Regions from separate parts of the Sus scrofa genome. Here region 2 is linked to region 1. A link is a contact called in public Hi-C data. All regions are on one chromosome and are shown on one strand. The core of a region is the stretch at or near the end of the contact, and the rest is flanking DNA. Distances in the headings are between cores, read along the strand shown. Region 1 overlaps LOC110262151 (a long non-coding RNA gene). Region 2 overlaps MAML3 (mastermind-like protein 3).

What was found. A called contact is a pair of places that touch in the nucleus more often than the background predicts.
Region 2: a Hi-C map of epiblast stem cells shows a contact between it and region 1, with 2.4 times the contacts expected there. The contact joins two enhancer-like sites. A contact is called at or near these places in 12 of 47 Hi-C or Micro-C datasets (alveolar macrophages, brain, embryonic fibroblasts and 9 more) and 1 of 2 datasets of contacts at active chromatin or transcription factors (skeletal muscle).

What each region holds. Positions count from the first base shown.
Region 1 is chr8:86,737,598-86,742,487 of Sscrofa11.1, forward strand. The region is part of intron 2 of LOC110262151 (a long non-coding RNA gene); the gene reads left to right. Among named protein-coding and RNA genes, the nearest start is that of SCOC, 49 kb to the left of the region's middle. Within about 2 kb of position 1,859, at least 3 of the 83 cell types and tissues checked have an H3K27ac peak or open chromatin away from gene starts, as enhancers often do. A contact at or near this core is called in epiblast stem cells, where this site is marked.
Region 2 is chr8:87,288,960-87,293,849 of Sscrofa11.1, forward strand. All of the region lies in intron 4 of MAML3 (mastermind-like protein 3), which reads left to right. Among named protein-coding and RNA genes, the nearest start is that of MGST2, 100 kb to the right of the region's middle. Within about 2 kb of position 2,257, at least 71 of the 83 cell types and tissues checked have an H3K27ac peak or open chromatin away from gene starts, as enhancers often do. A contact at or near this core is called in epiblast stem cells, where this site is marked.

The sequences.
Region 1 (4,890 bases), core at 609-3,108:
ACCATGAGGTTGTGGGTTTGATCCCTGGCCTCACTTAGTGGGAGCCGCACCTTGGATCTGGCCTTGCTGGGGCTGTGATGTAGGCTGGCAGCTGTAGCTCTGATTCGACCCCTCACCTGGGAACCTCCACATGCCATAGGTGCAGCCCTGCAAAGACCAAAAAAAAAAAAATTAAATAGTCAGGAGACCAGAAGGGGAGCTCTCATGCTCTGTGACAGCAGCAGAGCCCAATAGGGAAAAGGCAGACTGCTCTTCTTTGCTGGCAAGGCCTCAGCCAATGAAAAGCCATGGGCTCTCTGTTTACTATCTTCCCCAATGTCCTTTTCTACTCTATAAAAGAGTTCTCTCCATTCATGCTGGGGACCTCAAATCGCAATTCTCTGCTGATCCCAAATAAGCCCATCTTTGCTGGAGAAATAGCTGGCGGACTGTTTGATTAAGGTCAACAGAAGCATCAGAGTACCACCAGTCCTGAAAAGCTCTTAGGACCAAACACAAGGAAATCTCCGTGGAAACCTTTGAGACAGATGGAAAATACCAGAGTACCCCACCTCCACACTCCAGAATATGCTAGACACTTGAGGTGACCTTGAGGGAGGAAGGGGGAAGGTCACCAGCATGACTGAAGTTATACTTTTCTCATGAGCCTGGAGATATCAGGGCTCAAGTTCAAATTTAGCTAATTTCTAAAATGACAGATTTAATTTCGCTTGCACACCTTTATGTGTGGACCTAGAATCATACCTGCTACAAAAGGATTCCATTCCCGGGGACCTAGTCACCATTCTATTTGGTTAATACGTTTTAGAGTCTAGTGACTCAAGATTTCTTTCCACTTAGATATATCTGAGGCCTTCGATGTACCCTCCATTGTAAGGACTCCTCCTGGGTTGGGGTGGGTGGGGTGGTAGAGACAGCAGGGGAAAGACAGTTCAAATGAATCCCCCAAGTGATTCTGAAAAGATTCCTGCTCCACCCTAGCTCCCCTTGCCCACCCTGCCCTGAGAATATCTCTTCTTTTTTAAAGAGGTGGTCCACTTAGGACTCTTGAACAAAGACACAGTCAAGGCTCTTAAGCAGGAGGTGTGTCCTTACAAAGGTGCAGGTAAAGCAAACAGATTTCTGTGACAACATATAGTGCTGTATACACAAGCTGAAAGGATGACCGTTATTTGCATGACAAATAACTAAAGAATAAGTGTATTTGTAAATCTGTGGCTCCAAGAGAAAAAAAAATCCCTGGCTTTCCTTCTTGGAAAGTAGTTATTGACTTGGGAAACTGCCCCCGTTCTGACCCGGCCTCCCACTGAGGATGTAAGAGGGATCCTGAGAAACTGACATAAGCATCTGAATGAAATATCCCCAAAGTGCACAATTGAGAGAATTACCACACTTCTCCCATTCAGTGCTGTTGAGTGATGCTGGCACTGGGCGAGAGCTCCCGGATAGGACCACAGCAGGGATGTATGTTTTTGGCTGGTGTTTCTGCTAATGAGACTGCACCTGACCGCGAATAAGTGTCAGGCATGGACAACCCATTTTGTATTAAATTTTCCCAAGCGTCTGTCCGATGCCCTTCTGGAGAGACCCAATTAGGGACTTGGTTGTGGGACTCATTTTCTGATTTCTGGAAATGTTTCACCACCACGAAAGACCGCAGCAACCTGATCTCTTGCAGCTGCTGTGCAGGTTGCATGTACCTCTCTGCTATAATAAAGTCATATTGTCACACTCCTCTCCTCTTGGGGGTGGGGATGGGGGGGAAGGCAAGAAGCAGGTAGAGACTTCTACAATCCAGGTTCAAGTGTTCCAAAGCCTGCTGAGAGGAATCACTCCTCTGAGTCCACCAGAGGGTGTGGGTGTTGCCGAAGACACTCTGAAGAGAACTAGTTGCCCCACAGAGAGGTGAGGCATGGGCTCTGCTTGGGCCTGCTAATGGAAGACATCCTGGGAACAGAAAATGCCCATCCAGGGACTGGGTGAAACATGGTTTTGAGAGTTTGCCTCCACGACAGAACACCAGTTAGGAGCTCAGGCTCTGGAGTTAAGAATGAGTTTGAGGGGAAACGGGTGAGGGAGGGATAAATTGGAGGTTGAGATTAATGTATGCATACTGCTGTATGTAAAAGAGATCAACAAGGACCTACTTGTAGCACAGGGAGCTCGACTCAATATTTTGTATTAACCTATAAGGGAAAGGAATCTGAAAAATATATGTATATATTTATACATATGTATAACTGAATCACTGTGCTGTACACCTGAAATGCACAGAGCATTATAGATCAACTATACTTCAATTTTAAAAAGAGAGTTTGAGGAGTTCCCATCGTGGCTCAGCGGAAACGAATCTGACTAGGGAGCATGAGGTTGCAGGCTCCATCCCTGGCCTCGCTCAGAGGGTTAAGGATCCGGTGTTGCCGTGAGCTGTGGTGTAAGTTGCAGACACAGCTTGGATCCTGCACTGCTGTGGTTGTGGCATAGGCCTGCAGGTGTAGCTCCAATTAGACCCCTAGCCTAGGAACCTCCATATGCCATGGGTGCAGCCCTAAAAAGCCAAAAAAAAGAAAAAGAGTTTGAATCCCATTCTACCCCTTCTTGGTTGTATGGTCTCACGTTAGTCACTAAAATATAAAAATGAGACTAGACATGTAGCTGTCTCACAGGGCTATTGTGAGGACTAGATGAGGGCATGCAGTACAGAGCCCACGGAGCTAACACAATACATGTTCCGTATTGTTAGCCACATTACTCCCTTTTAAAATATTTAAGCTACAGTCTACTACTTTGTATCATTACTCAAAGGTCACTTCCCCCTAGAAAAGGAATGTCTGTTGACATCCAGAGGAAACAGAGATTTGCATTTTTATTATTTCACTCACGACAAAGAGAAAAGACACCACATTCTGTTCAGGGGATTTGTTGGAGTCAAAAAAATAGGTTCTTTATGTAGGAGTCCAGACATATTGTGGGGACACTGACTTGCCACCTAACCCTCAGGTTCTTGATAGAAAGTGTGATCCAGTGCTTGATTCTCTTGGATTCAAGGGACTCAGGCCCATTTGGTGAAAGGAGGTTATCGAATGAATAGACAGAAAAAGAAAAAAATGGCGGGGAACCACCAGCAACCACCTAGCCATGCCTCCTGGAGAACTGGAGGGGCAGTCACGGTTATGCGCAGCCAGGTCTCAGAGGCCCCTCTGGCCCCGGTCATCTCATCACCCTCTGTGACCAACTTGTTATGACCCAAGACTAGTGTCTCCACCAAACTCCTAGCCAGCCACCTTCTCCGCCGACTTCTGCATCTGCTGCCCTTGCTTCACTCTCTCCTTGAGATTCCTGTGCAAGAGCAAGAATTGGCCTGGGTCATCTTTTTATCCTCCAAAGTGCAGAGCTCCTGGTGTGGCACTGAGTTCTCACTCATAGAAAGCACTGAAATCCCGAAAGCACATAAAGAATAAGACCCAGAGTTCCCATTGTGGCTCAGCAGGCTAAGAACCTGACATGGTGTCCTTGAGGATGCAGGTTTGATCCCTGGCCTTGCTCAGTGGGTTAAGGATCTGGTATTGCCACAAGCTGTGGCATAGGTTACAGATGCGGCTTGGATCTGGTGTGGCTGTGACTGTAGCGTAGGCTGGCATATGCAGCTCCAATTCAACCCCTAGCCCAGTAACTTCCATGTGATGCAGGTGTGGCCCTAAAAAGAAAAAAAAAAAAAAAAAAAAAGAATAGGGTCCAATTCCTTCATGACATGATGACTTACTGTGTTGATTCTTGGCTTAACTTTGTAAGTTAGCAAGAGAGTCTTGAATTTAATGGCCACCTCTCCCAGGATACTATCTTAAGCTCTTGGATCTGAGTCTCCTATTTCTTAGGTGCAAGTGGGAGATTTGCAACAAAAGAGAATTTTTTGCCCTCATTATTTTCCTCACTAGCTCATACTAAGTTTAAAATCCGCCTTTCCGGTTTGATTCTTTTTGCTTTTAGAATAAACTTCAGGGAAGTGACTGTTGAGTTTATTTGTTCTAGTGAGAAGTACAACAATTTATGACAATGCATAAAATGTCATCTGAAGATCCCCTGGCAAGAAAGGATGGACACTGACTTGGCGAGAGGTAAACTGGCCTCTTATCTGGACATTCCAACTGGAGGATAGGAATAAAACCTAATTGATCATCATTTATGATGTCACCTTTTTTGGTTAACATGTAAAAGGTTATCTCAGGAGTTCTTGTTGTGGCTTATCAGGTTAAGAACCCAACTAATATCCATGAGGGTGTGGATTTGATCCCTGGCCTCCTTAGTGGGTTAAAGGATCTGACGTTGCCATGAGCTGTGTGGTAACCCAAGATGTAGGTTGCAGATATGGCTCAGATCCTGCATTGCTGTGGCTGTGGCGTAGGCCGGCAGCTGCAGCTCCAATTTGACCTCTAACCTGGGAACATCCATATGCTGTAGGTGAGGCCCTAAAAACTAAAACAAAGATGAAAATGTCATCTCAGTTTTCCAGAAAATTCATGTGAAGGCTGATGTGACCTTCAAATGACCTTCCTTGGTAGTTCTATAGATGGCAAAATTCCTAGATGGTATAGTGAACAGTACTTTGAATTTAAAGAAAATCCGCAAAGAGGCATTCTGCTCTGTTGCAATAACTATTACATGTCTAGGAGGTGAGACAACAGAAATTCCTAGATTGAAAGGATAATTTTACTCTAAACTACAAATTAAATATCAAATTATGTGATCACATATGTAAATTGGGGTCTCCTTTTACTTTCCGGGGCCTTGGCTCATCACAAGGGGTATTTTTAGTTTCTGTTTTTCCTTTTTACCAAGCTTGATCAGTGAACAAGAAAGTGTTATCAATCATCTCCTTGTTGGAAAGCATGG
Region 2 (4,890 bases), core at 1,007-3,506, 550 kb after region 1:
GCATGGGAACCTCCATATGCCACGGGTCAGCCCTAAAAGGCAAAAAAAAAAAAAAAAAAAGAGTTTACGCAGATGAAAACACTGAGCTGAGTGTTTTGCATACAGTAGGTGCCCCAAGTGTTAGCTGTCTTCCATTGTTGCTTCTGGTCTTCAAGTTTGAAGAGGGGACTTTCCTCAAATCATAGCTTTCCTATCTTATACCAGACCAGGGGCCAAGAAGTCTAGTTGTTTGATGCTTCCTCCCTGGGCAAGGAAGTTTAACTGGCCTCACCCTTTCTCAATCCTGGCTGCTCTGCAGCCTCCACAGCAGAGATGCAGGACCACTGACCTTTCTGGAAGAATCATGGCGCCATAATCTCCTTTCAGAACTCTTGGGTTTACATTCCCTGAGCTGCCCTCGGAAATTTTGAGAGTTCTTCTTCCAAATGCAGAAGAATTTTCAATAGAAACCTAAGAAATGCAGCACCCTGAATTGCTCTTGAAAATGCAGGGCTTGCAATCCAGTCAGGGCACAGAGAGTGCTCAAGCCCCAGAATGCAGTTTGTGCCTATAAACCAGGATTATCTGCCCAGGTGTTTCTTAAAATGTGGGTGTGGTAATTCTCAGAGGGCATGTTAAACTGTTCCCAGGGGCTCTGATTCAGGAGGCCTGCCCGCCCCCCCCCAGCCTGAGAATTTGCATTTCTAACAAGCTCTCAGGTGATGCTAATGGTGCCAGTTCTGGAACCACACTTTGAGAAGCCCTGATTTAGCCCATCATGGTTTCCCAGCAGCCCGCACTGGAGGTGGGAGAGGTTTCAGCACCTTCCTGAGCATCTTCTTAGCACTTTCTCTCTACAGCTCTTTCAAAGTTTCTCTTGCTGAGGGAGGAGTCCTATGGATGTGATTTTCATTTGAGAAGGTGGAGATTGAGACAGAGACATCAAATGGGTCCTGGAGCCTCTTAGTGCCAGTTCCCCACCCTTGAGCCCCTGGGAGACACAGCCAGATGCCTCCGCACAGCCTCCTAGGGAGTGTGGGTTCTCTGCCCTGAAACCGCTGAACTATTTCTCGGCAAGTGATGTTCTATGTGAAACGTCAGCTTCCACCTTTGAAAATACTTCGTCCTTCTGAAGCTTAAAATTTGAACAGTGCCTTTGCAGGAGAAAGCCCCAAAGTGTGAGGTTGGACATAGAAATGTCTTGATGTATAGAATCTAGGCAAAATTCCGTTTGGGCTGGAAAAAAAATTTTTTTTTTAATGAGTTGATCCACTTCAGTGTGTGAAAAGCCCAGAATTGTCTTCTGGGGCATGCTTTTTGTGTATGCATTGATTTTACATTTTCCTACCGGTGAACAACTCTCCTAGCAGCCCCCAAGCCCTCTGCTCCCACTTCCTTCCAGGCGGCTGGCACACACGGCCTGGCGGGAAGGGGATGGGGCAGGCACGGCGCCCCTGGGGCGCACAGCTGCCACACCGGCTGTAGAGCAGGGCGGAGTTCCTGGGGCCCTGGGCGGAAGACCTCCCGGCCCCCCGCGCCGCCCCCGCCAGCGCCCAGACCGCCGCGTCGGTTTCTTTGTTAAGGACGCCTGCGCGGAGAGTCATCTTCAGGCCGGCCGGGGGCGCACGGGCCACACTTCTGACTTCTTAGAGTCCCCTAAGGACTTGTAAGCTTACGGGCTCGAGTTGAGAGGCTAAATTACGCCCCAGGGGACTTTTTAAGTAAAATCCTAAATTTCATTGAGGCAGTTTGCAGGCCCTGCGGTGGCAAAGACATTGAGCCCAGGCTCGCCTCCCCGCGCCGGCTTGGTTGCAGCTGGGGCTGCGAGGAAGCCCGTCCCTCTCGGCCAGCCGGCCCCGGGGTCTGGGGTGCACCACTCTCCCTCCCGTCTCGGGTCGCCACCGTCCCCATCACGTCCTCCAGCTCCCGGCCCTTCCGTTTCCTTCCACGGCTTCCCCCACCCCCCACGTGAGATCTCGCTCTCCTCGGGCTGGAAGCAAAGTCGGTAATAAGAAACCAGTTCAGTGTCAGTCGGAGATGGGGGTGGGGGGAGATAACCCCAGAGATACAGGGCAATGGAGAGAGAACTCATTTTGTGTAAAGAGGGCCTCCAGTCACCAGGGAATTCCTGGATTGTCTCAGGCTGTCGTGTGTGATGTCCATCACGCCATGCGAACACCATCTGCTCGATATTATGCTCTCAGTTGCCAGGCTACCTGCTGTACGCAGTAACACTTGACTGCCTGGCTCCACGCTCGCAGCGTTAGCCCAGACGCGCGGGGCGGGGGGACGGGGTGGGGGAGGAAGGCGAGTCATGATTAAGCCATCTGCAAGCTGGGGGTGGGGGACACGCCGCGCGGGCGGAGCGGGCGGAGCAGGCGGGCTGGCAGCGAGGGCCGGGCTGACACCACCATCTGCTGGGGCAGGAGGAGAACAGCAGCTGCGTTCTTGCCGGAGGAGAACACCTGAAAAAAGACTGAAGCCCTAGGCTGCCTCCAGCCACTTCGCAAAGTCCGGGCACCCTCTCATCCCCGCCGGCCGCCTTTTGCCGTCCCCCGCCGCCCTCCATCCCCAAGGAGCTAGTCATCGTTGGTTTGCCGCCAGCAACCCCGGCCCTTCTCACCCAAATACTCTGCATGTTCTTGAAAACACATAAGAGAAATAAAGCTTCCCTACGCACAGATTTATAAATAAACAGCTGGCTGCTCTTGAGAGATATTTTTACCACAGCTGTTTTTTTGAAGTAGAAAACTGCTTCTTTGGGGAAGGTGGGGTGTTTTTTACACCTCCTACCTCTCTCCAGCCCTTAGAAAATTGCAGGGATCTTTTCCCTGGAGGAGAAGATACGTAAAATAGGTTCCTTGGTTTTGATTCCCCCCCCACCTTTATTTTAGTGAAGCATGAGAGCTTTGGGGAGTAATGAAGATCTATGTATTCAATTGGATTTCTGAGGGGAAGAGACGGAATTAAGATTCTGGGTAGAAGGCAAGGGAGGTCGTTGGGCCGGGGGTGGAGTAGAGAACAAGCTAGTAATTAAAACTAAAAATACTGCATCATTTGGCTTCAAGGCATTACATTTCTGGTGACGAAAGCTCAGCCTGGTTTTTCTCTAATTGCACACCCAGTGTGTGTCCTCCTTAGAAACAAGAGCAGTGGCTTGAAATCCTGAAATTCTCCAGACTATTGCTCATTAAGCCTTCTCAGACTGGAGGTTAAAAGCCACCATGTCATATGAAACAGCTAATGGCCTCACCAGCTCAATTTGTAAGGTGAGTCACTCCGTGCATGTGTCTTTGCACTGGGCTCACACCCCTGAGCCTGGGGCTCTAGGTGTCACTGCTGTTGAAGCAGCAGAGCTGGTTGGGAAAGTCCTACAGCTGGATCAACCTCGGATCACGGATGTTGCACATAGCCCAGGAGTCCCTGTCGTGGCTCAGTGGTTAATGACTCTGACTAGGAATCATGAGGTTGCAGGTTTGATCCCTGGCCTTGCTCAGTGGGTTAAGGATCCGGCTTTGCCGTGAGCTGTGGTGTGGGTCACAGATGCGGCTCAGATCCTGCGTTGCTGTGGCTCTGGTGTAGGCTGCCAGCTACAGCTCTGATTAGACCCCTAGCCTGGGAACCTCCATATGCCTCGGGAGCAGCCCAAGAAAAGGCAAAAATACTAATAAATAAATAAATAAATAAGTACATGGCCCTTGTCTAAAGGTCTTCAGTGAGAAACCTGAAGGCAAAACTTTTGGGTGGGAATCATTTGGAGAAATACATAATCCAGGGAAGCAGTAAGCAGACTATCACTTTGGGAAGGTATTTCCCCCACCGTGCTTTTCAGGTACAGGTCTCCTTCCCCAACCCTGGGGCCCCCATGTGAACGCAGAGCATTCCTGTGAAACCTTTCCTAAGCCGGAATGGCTTAAAGCCAAGAAGAGGCAAGTGCCTTAGGACATGTCTTGCTAAGAATGTGCAAAATAAATAAAGGGCAGATGCTCTCGCACAATCCAAAGCTCTGGCAGCTTGATGCTGAGATGCTGAGTGTAGTTCCTGGGGAAGGAGCCTGGTGGCGCCACTCCTGCTGCTGGGGCTGCCAGCTGCCTCTGTAATCATTCTCTGCAAAACAAACACTGAACACTATGTTAAATTTTCACCTTTTCTTCATAAAAGCAGAAGTCCTCTTCAGATGTCTTTTGGTTAGCAAAACAGGTACCAGTGTCGGGCTTTGGTAAAAGCAAAGTGGCGTAAAGTGAACTTTCAGAAAGTGGGGGATTTCTTTTTGGTCCGGGAAGACAGGGGCCAGAAGTGCTTAGATGATGCTACATCCTGACCTCGTTTGCCTTGATCTTTCTTTCTGGTGCAGAGAAGGCTGGGGAGGCCACACATCGCTACCTGCCACTCCCGGGCAAGCTCACAGGTCTCACAGGACCAGAATCTCTCAAAGTGCACAAAGATAAACAGGGCCAGCCCAGGCCAGGCCTCTCATAAAATCAGGCTGAAGAAAACCAGATCTTCCCTTGGGTCTCATTTTCTTTCCTGCTCTCTCCTCCTTATCAAAATTGGAAAATATCAAATATACTGAAGTACACAGTAAAAAACCCCATATAACTGTGTTTTTGCTGATTGGTTAATTACCTATACCTCTGTTGTGACTCCGCTTGTTAAAGCGTTAGCTCAGTCAACCATTTGTCTCCAGAGGTGGCAAGAAACAGCTTTATCCCATTGGAAGGAAGGGTAAGGTAAAAACAGGTAGCAAGTCTAGGGTGGAAAGAAAAGAGTGAAATATCTTGCCCTCAGCAGGGGTCAGTCATGAAGTAAACTTTTGGGTAGCATAAAGTTGCAGGCATTGTTGAGTAGAAGGTCTTTTTTATGAACATAAATATTTCGTAGCTCTCTAATAATTGTCTCTACAGAGAAAAT